Linked DNA regions of Sus scrofa: regions 1 and 3 are each linked to region 2. A link is a contact called in public Hi-C and promoter capture Hi-C data. All regions are on one chromosome and are shown on one strand. Each heading gives the region's core, a stretch centred on a gene start, on an enhancer-like site or on the middle of the called end of the contact. The rest is flanking DNA. Distances are from core to core; before and after follow the strand shown.

Region 1 (2,742 bases), core at 60-2,559, 160 kb after region 2:
GGGAAGGGTTTAGCGCTGGGGCTTAGCGAGAAGCTCCCCTGGCACGGTGGCGAGTGCCGGGGCCAATGCCCGCCAGAGGCTTGGCTCTCGGGAGCCTGGGGAGGCTGACAGGGCAGCCGAGCAGATATAGCCAAGCTCACCCGAGGGGCCCTTGGGCTACCGTGGGCACAGGGCCCGTCCCACCACCAGGCCCGGCCTCTGGGAAGCTCCGGCCCTGGCTTTGCCGAGAGGGTCCATCTGCCCGTTTTACCAGCTGGGACAAGACCCGGGGCCAGGAAACTGCTGGAAGCTGGGCTTGGTGCTCTCTCCCCGACCCCTGCCCTGCCTTCCCCCCCGCCCCCAGACCAGGATCCTGCAGTTCCTTCAGCTGAAAGATGAGCCGCCCGGCAGGCAGAGGCTTTTTTTAACAACTGAAGCGCCTGGAGAACTCCAGTCCAGAGCTCACACCATGGGGTGTCTGGGTAGCTCCCCTCCCACCATGTGCCGGGGGGGCCAGTGGTGGTTAAAAAAATCATGGGGGGCAAGCGCTTAAAAGCCAGGAGATTTCATAGCAACTCCCAGATTTCTGACTTCTCCTGAAAGTCAGAATGTGTGGCCTCACGGGCCCCGCAGTGCCGGAGCAGCGGGCTGGGGCCACTTGGAGGCCGGAGGGGCAGGGAGGTCCCGAACTGGCCCACAGAGCCCGGGGGTGGGGGGACAGCCGTTCCTCTCGGCCTCGGGACCCAGGGGCACTCACTGCCCCCCGCCCCCAACTGCTTTGCAAGAGGGAACCTCGGTCTGAGAGGCCGAGGGGGCCCAGAGGTGGGAATGTGGTGACGGCCGGGGGGCTGAGCCCCGTCCTTCCACGCCTCGGGGGCGCCGACGCCCCGGGCCCCTCTCCTCCCCGGCTCGCCCTCCCCGGGCTGCCGGGACGAGGACCTTCCGTGGCGGCCGTTGACTGAGCATCTGCTGCGTACGCATCGGGAGCCGTGTCGGGAGCCGTGTCAGGCGCTTCGGAGATACCGTTGCGTTTCTCTCGAGGCCGTTTGCTTGGGGTCTGAAGCAGCCGGGGGCCCGGGCCCGGGCTGGGCATTCCTGCCCTTTCCCCCAAGGGCTCAGGCCGGGGGCGACCGGGAGGGCAGGGCAAGGAGGGCAAGTGTGGCCTCCCCGAGAGCTGTTGCTCGGCCGCCCCCGCGTGGGGCTCGGGGCTGGAGGCAGGGAGGCCTCTGCAGGGGAGGCTGCTCTGCAGGGGAGGCCCCAGACAGGGGGCACCTGCTTCTTCTCACGGGCGAAATGCGGCTCGCAGCTGTCGAGAGCGAGTGGGCAGGGCTGACACATGACCCACAGCAGCATGGGGCTAAAATTAGAGCGGGCCGGAGGGGAGGGAGCCGCCAGCCCCGGGCCGGGCAGCCGGGCCTCCGGGTTGGCCTCCAACAGCTCGGGGAGCGACCGGGCTCTAGAGGGAACCCCCAGACTGAAAGAGCAGCTCCACGGCCCCGGGACAGGCCAAGCACCCACCGCGGCCCATGGGGCCCGAGGGTCACACTTGAGATCGCTGCCAAGGCGGAGCCCAGCCCACCCGGGAAGGAAGAGGGCCCAGGAGGAGGCGTCCCCGCGTTGCCGGCCGGCCCCGTGCCTTCCGCTGCCCGTGGATGCTGCTCTTCCTGGCCCTGTGGGCCCTGGTGCCCTGCCTGGTGTTGCTAAGCCTCTACTTTTACTCCTCTGCAGGTGGGAAGAGTGGCGGAAACAAGAAGAATGACGGCGTGAAGGTAAGGCCCGGAGAGCTGGCAGGGCCTGCCTCCGGGGGCGCTTCCGCCCTCAGGGCCCGGCTGGCAGGGCCAGGGGCAGAGCCAGGCCTTGCTCGCGGTGTTCTGGGCAGGTTGGTCGCCCGGGCAGACCGGCGTCCCCAGACCCAGAGACCCGGGCTTCCGGGCCCCCGTTCCCGCCAGGATCGGGGCAGGGGGAGGGGAGGGCTGAGGAGCGGGGGAGAGGCAGGTGGCCTGGGGTTGGGGTGGCCCTAAGGACGGAGGCCGAAGGAGACTCTGTGGTTCTCCAGGGCTAGAGGGCTGGGGAGCTAGGGTGCAGAGAGGGCTGGGTGCCGGGAGCCGTGCCTCCCTCTTCCCGAGTGGGGGCTGGCGGCCCGGGGCCCCTGACCCGAGGCACGGCCTGTCCAGCCTACGAAGCCCACAGAGGATGGGCAGCCCAGCCTCTCGGCTTTGACATCCAGAGGCACCCATCCCCACGGAGGCCTGCCAGTTCAGCGCCAAGAATTCCGCCCCTCCCCGGACCCAGGCCGCCCTGTCCCACGCCTGCTGCCCGAGCCCCTTGCTCCACACCCGCCTGACATCCGTCCCCTCCCTCCGCTCGCCCTGCCCTCTGGGGCCTGGTCCCCGCTCTCCGCAGCTCCCTCCTCCCCTGCCACTGGCTCGCCTTGTGGGTTCTCCTCTCTTGAGACGCTGCCTTTTGCTGGGCTCGGACCCTGCCCAGCCAGGGCCCCAGGGCAAGGCTGTGCCCGGGACACTGAAAGCTGTGGCACGCTGTCCAAACACAGCCACCCAGGTGGGCCGGTGGCTTCATGGCTTGGTTTGTAGTGGTGTTTAGAGTCTCAGGCCCCTGTCTTGGTCTGCCGGGGCTTGGAGGGAGGGGAGCCGGGCTGTCTGCCTGAGGCCGGGATCTGGGCCCTGCTACTCTTAGGGCTTGAGGTTCCCCGTGGGTACAGTGGTGTGAAAGGGGGGTGAACCCATGACTTCCAAGATTTTGGCT
Region 2 (2,732 bases), core at 59-2,558:
AAAAAGAAGCGACTGACGTTGGAGAGAATATCACCTCATTTACGTAAGACGGTATATCACACGCTGAAAACACAGGAATATATTAAGTATAGATAGTTACCTCTGCAACGATGCTCCAATTTGACGACAGAAAAAAGAACTTAGAGATGACTTTTACTTTTTGCTACCCACTTTTTTTTTTTTTTTGGCCACACTTGCAGCATGCAGAAGTTCCCAAGTCAGGGAACTGAACTCGTTTACCCCTGCAGTGACAGTGATGAGTCCTTAACCCAATGCACCACAAGGGAAATCCTGAAATCCCTTTCCTTTTGGGGGGGGGTAGTCTTTTTAGGGCTGCATGGGCAGAACAGGAGTTTCCCAAGCTAGGGGTCGAATCAGAGCTACAGCTGCCATCCTACACCACAGCCACAGCAACACCAGATTTGAGCCACATCAGAGACCTACTACAGCTTGCAAGTGATGCCGGATCCTCAACCCACTGAGCAAGGCCAGGGATTGAACCCACATCCTCATGGATGCTAGTCAGGTCTGCTGAGCCATAACGGGAACCCCCTGAAATCCCTTTCTTTAAAAGAGAAATCAGGAGTTCCAAAAAAAAAAAAAAAAAAAAAAAAAAAAGAAAGAAAAAAGAAAGGAGTTCCCATTGCGGTTGAGCAGCTTAAGAACCTGACTCCTGACTAGTATCCATGGGATGCCGGGATTCGATCCCTGATCTTGCTCAGTGGGTTAAGGACCCAGCGTAGCTGCAAGCTGCGGAGTAGGTCACGGAATGTGGGTTGGATCTGGTGTTGCTGTGGCATAGGGTGGCAACTGCACCTCTGACGTGACCCCAGCCCAGGAATTTCCACATGCCACAGGTGCCATGAATAATAATACTAAAAGAAAAATCAAAACGACGTCTTTGATAATGTGGTAAGGATTAAATGGATCAATGGCTATCGGTCGCTTATCCCGGCCTCGTACATAACGACAAGTACTGAATAATTTACTCCTATTTTGCCCAGAACACAGCGGATGAGACTTTCACCGCTGCTGCTGTTCGCCTCCGCGCCACGCGGTGCGCTGTCGCCTCCGGGCTGGCCGGGCCGGGGACGGGGCGCCGGACGTTCGTCTAGCTGCGGCCTCCGCCATCCCGGACGCAGGCCCGCTCCACCCACCCAGTGCGGCTGCTTCGTGCAGCTTTAGAAGCCGACGCGCTCGCTGGGACACCGAGCCCCTTACCTCCTCAGGCGCCCCACTGAATCAACCGTATTCTCGAGGGCGTCTTCATCTCGGAAACGCTAAAGTCGGCGTCTTCCGGAGCAGCCGGCCTCGCCCCGTGACCTCAGACGTTCACTTCCGGGGATACGGACGTGACCCGTCGCCCCGCCTCCTCCCACTCTCTCTTTCCGGTGGCGGAGTCTGAAGGCGACGCGCAGGTAGGCTCCCTGGGCCGGGACAATCGAGCGGCATCCTGCGGCCTGGGGGCCCAGCGAGATTCGGGGCGCGGGCCTGAGGTTTTGCCGCGAAAGCCAAGCCAGGTGCGGGGCGGGAGGCGCGCGGCGGGTCGATGCAGACTCTGGTTGGCGCTGTCTCGGAGGCGGAGGTTTTGGCTCGGAACCGCCTGTAACGCGGGGTCCGCTCGGGGCCGGGCCCAGGGGCACAGCCACCTCCGCCGGGCCACGGCGGGGGGCGGGGAGGAGCGGGAACGTCGTCCCGGGAGCGAGCCTCGGGTCTCCCGCTTGTTTTCGGTCTGGGAAGTTGGGGTAATTGCCGCACGGGTCCCGTGGGGTCTTGGGACGGATTCGGGGCGGGAAGGCAGGGGACGCGGCCCCTTCGTGGGCGGTTCCTGGATCAGTGATGCCAGGGCGGGCGCTGCACGTGGCGGCTGCAGGGCGGCGTCGAAGCCGGGAAGGGGCCGCAGCCGCTGGGGAGGCCGCGCGGCCTGGGGGGCGGCCGAGCGAGTGCGCGCGCCCGCGCTCCTTCCCGGAGCCGGGGCTGTTCCTCTGCCGCAGAAATGGCACCGCGCAAGGGGAAGGAGAAGAAGGAGGAGCAGGTCATCAGCCTCGGCCCGCAGGTGGCTGAAGGGGAAAACGTGTTCGGCGTGTGTCACATCTTCGCGTCTTTCAATGACACTTTCGTCCATGTCACCGATCTCTCGGGCAAGTGAGTATCAGGAGAGGCCCAGGCCCCCGCTCGCAGGGCCTGGGGTTAGAAGGGGGGGAAGGGACCCCGGGGCTGGGCGGCAGGTGGAGGGTCTCTTGTGAGAATTGGAGCGAGCGTTCACTCAAGGAAGGTGTGGCCTCCGGGTCCCGGGGTGTAAGAGGAGGCACGTGTGTCCCTCAGCGGCTTCCCAGCCTGGGGGGGGTCTCTAAACCCTCGGGGTGTCCTGGCACTTACAGGGGCGCTGGTGGCCTGGCGTCACCCCGGCGGCAGGTCTCGCTGTCTCGGCTGGCTGTCCTCGTGTGCAGGGGTTGGAGCGGCCGGTGCGGCGGGTCACACGTGTCTCAGGCCTCTGGAGCCTGTCCCCGCAGAGCTCGCGGCTTTCCGGTCCCCGGCGGGGACGCCTGCCGGCCCCGAGCGGCGGTGCGTCTGTTGGGGCCTGACGGACACTCTGCAGCCTCGCGGGTGAGAGAGGACCCTGTGCTTTTGTCCCCAGGGAGACCATCTGTCGCGTGACGGGCGGGATGAAGGTGAAGGCCGACCGGGATGAGTCCTCTCCGTACGCCGCTATGCTGGCTGCCCAGGACGTG
Region 3 (2,700 bases), core at 137-2,636, 240 kb before region 2:
GGGATAAGGTAATTCTATTTTTTCTTTTTACAGCTGCTCCTGCGGCATATGGAGGTTCCCAAGCTCGGGGTTGGATTGGAGCTGCAGCTGCAGGCCTACACCACAGCCATCACAATACTGGATCTGAGCTGCATCTGTGACCTATGCCACAGCTTGTGGCAACACTGGGTCTTTAATCCACTTGAGGCCAGGGATTGAACCCACATCCTCACAGAGACAACTTCCGGTCCTTAACCTGCTGAGCCACAACAGAACCTCCAGAAGATGGAATCCTTCTGTATTTGTAATGAATATACGTAAAAATTCATAACTGTACAAGTAAAATGGGTAAAAATTTACATAGATTATACTTTAATTTAAAAAAAAAGTGGAGACAAATACATGAGCTTGAAGATACAATATGACAAAACTATGAAAGTGGTACCAGAATGCTTGAAATTAATAAAAATATTGGCAGAGTGGTTGAGTTTTTCCAAAAACGACGTAACAAAGTATGTGTTGATCTGTAAGACCTTTTTCATTTCAGAAGTTGGAAAAACCATACTATTGTTTGGATTTGTGACTTAATCATTTTTTAGCTACACGATCAGAAGCAAGTTACTTAATCTCGCTAAACCTCAGGTGCCTTCTATAAAAGAGGTATAATCATACTTGCCTAGAGGGTAGAGGTTGTCAGATAAAATTAAGGGCCTCTTGCCAAATTTGACTTTCAGGTAAATGAGTCATTACTTAGTGTAAGTTATGTTTGGAATATATTTATACTAAAATAGGGCTCCCTGTTTATCTGAAGTTCAAGTGTAACTGCACTGGGAACTGTGTCCAGTCACTTACGATGGAGCACAATAATGTGAGAAAAAAGAATGTGTACATGTATGTGTAACAGGGTCACCATGCTGTACAGTAGCAAAAAAATTGTATTGGGGGAATGACTATTAAAAAATAATAATAAAAGGAAACAAAATGTAACTGGGCTTTTATTTGCTAAATCTGGTAACACTGTAGAGGGGTTATTATGTCCAAGTGTTAACTTGGACACTGTCAGGCAAGGCATTCCCCCACCGTGGGGCATAAGCGCTCAATGGGGCTAACGCTGTTTTAACACCGGCCCTTCATTCATTATGTGTCTCTTCATTCTTTCCCGCGATGTTTAAATAAATCAATTGTACTTGGGAAGCGTCATCCCCGGAAGCAACCAGCCGGAAGAAAGCAACTGTACGGCAACTGCAAAGCAAGCAATTCCGCGCGGGCGCGGTCTGGATGCGCAGGCCCCGCCCCCAAGGCGCACAGGCCCCGCCCCCAAGGCGCACAGGCCCCGCCCCAAGGCGCACAGGCCCCGCCCCAAGGCGCACAGGCCTCGCCCCCAAGGCGCGCAGGCCCCGCCCCCAAGGCGCGCAGGACGCGTAAATAAGACGTCGACGTGCCGGGGGCACCCGGGGCCTGACGGGATCGTGGCGGTCCGCGCTCCCAGCTCGGAACTGCGGCTACCTTTGCAGACGCTGTGAAGATGGCGACGTCCCTGGGCTCCAACACCTACAACAGGCAGAACTGGGAGGATGCGGTGAGCGTTCCCGCTCTGCCGGAGGGAGGCGGAAGGAGGCGGCGGGGCCAGGCCGTAGGCGGGCGGGCGGGGACGCGGCTGCGGCGCGGCCCGGGAAACCTTAGGGAGAAGCCGCGCTGCGGCCTAGCTTGGCCGAGGCTGGAGGCCGGGGGGCCGCCCTTCTGCGGTTTGGACCGGGAGAGCTCGGCCAGGCTTCAGGACCAGCCCGTTCCACTCTCGGCGAGGGGTCCTTTCTCCTGGCCCCGCCGGAAGTGCAGGCAGCGCCCCTCCCGCGGCCCGGCCCGGCCCGCGCTGGACCTCGGGTTCCTGCCCTGCTCCCCCGCGTTGCTCCTCGCCCGGCCTCCCGCCGCACCGCTGTGGCCGAGGTGGCAGGGTCTTCGGAGCCTGGCCTTCAACCAGATTCCCCTTTTTCACCAGGACTTTCCTATTCTGTGCCAGACTTGTCTTGGGGAAAACCCATACATCCGAATGGTGAGTGATGGCGTGTGGCACACATACATTTTGTGGCACTTGCACGCTTTCGGTGCTGTGTTTGTCTCAGCCAAGACGTGATCGTGCTGCTTTACTGACCCAGAGTGGGAGGCACGACTGGTAAAGGACTGTCATGCTTGTTCTCTAACTTTGGACTCAGGACAGTCCTGTGATGGTAACTAATACTGGTTGAGCATTTACCTAGTTAACCAGAAGCAAAGAGCGATTCTGTCTTTTCAGTAAAACAAGGAAGATGTGGAGCTGTGATGTAAATTCAGATATCCCGACTCTAGGAACCTCAGCAAATTAACAGGAGAACCAGGACTAAAATCGAGGTTCCCTGACTGCTAATCAAATGCCTTTTGGTCACTGCACCTTGTGATCTGTTCAGTGTGAGGTATCTTCTATCCCTGTAAATAAGGGTATAATTAGCAGTAGTTAACATTTAGTAATTAGATTAGGGCTGTGTTGCGCTCAATCTCAAAGGTATTGATTGACTTTATTCAAGGGATCAGCACAGGATAAGTAGTAGTTACCTTCTGACAGAACTTGTAAAAATGGCTTGGCCATGGCTGAGTTCTTGGGAGAGAACTTGGCAGCCGGAAGTGAATCTAAGAGTCGTGGTTGTGGCAGACTGGTGGTAGATCCATAAGATCTTGAGATTCACTTGT

The links. Promoter capture Hi-C pulls out the DNA fragments that hold promoters and counts their contacts. Hi-C and Micro-C count contacts between places; a contact is called where the count stands out from the background.
Region 1: a contact with region 2 is called in a Hi-C map of skeletal muscle, with 2.9 times the contacts expected there. The contact joins the enhancer-like site here to the promoter of NDST1 in region 2. A contact is called at or near these places in 4 of 47 Hi-C or Micro-C datasets (embryonic fibroblasts, fetal skeletal muscle, skeletal muscle and 1 more) and 1 of 2 datasets of contacts at active chromatin or transcription factors (skeletal muscle).
Region 3: a promoter capture Hi-C map of liver shows a contact between it and region 2, with 4 times the contacts expected there. The contact joins the promoter of RBM22 here to the promoter of NDST1 in region 2. A contact is called at or near these places in 1 of 5 promoter capture datasets (liver), 4 of 47 Hi-C or Micro-C datasets (embryonic fibroblasts, heart right ventricle and liver) and 1 of 2 datasets of contacts at active chromatin or transcription factors (alveolar macrophages).

What each region holds. Positions count from the first base shown.
Region 1 is chr2:151,269,353-151,272,094 of Sscrofa11.1, reverse strand. It overlaps CAMK2A (calcium/calmodulin-dependent protein kinase type II subunit alpha), which reads left to right. Exons shown (of 20, transcript XM_021085017.1): 14 at 1,708-1,748. Among named protein-coding and RNA genes, the nearest start is that of SLC6A7, 49 kb to the right of the region's middle. Within about 2 kb of position 1,309, at least 12 of the 83 cell types and tissues checked have an H3K27ac peak or open chromatin away from gene starts, as enhancers often do. A contact at or near this core is called in fetal skeletal muscle and skeletal muscle, where this site is marked.
Region 2 is chr2:151,432,501-151,435,232 of Sscrofa11.1, reverse strand. It overlaps NDST1 (bifunctional heparan sulfate N-deacetylase/N-sulfotransferase 1), which reads right to left and starts at 1,308. Exons shown (of 15, transcript XM_021085025.1): 1 at 1,222-1,308. It overlaps RPS14 (40S ribosomal protein S14), which reads left to right and starts at 1,282. Exons shown (of 5, transcript XM_021085027.1): 1 at 1,282-1,418; 2 at 1,995-2,145; 3 at 2,639-2,732. The coding sequence starts at 1,997.
Region 3 is chr2:151,671,023-151,673,722 of Sscrofa11.1, reverse strand. RBM22 (pre-mRNA-splicing factor RBM22) reads left to right here and starts at 1,386. Exons shown (of 11, transcript XM_021085031.1): 1 at 1,386-1,558; 2 at 1,976-2,029. The coding sequence starts at 1,505.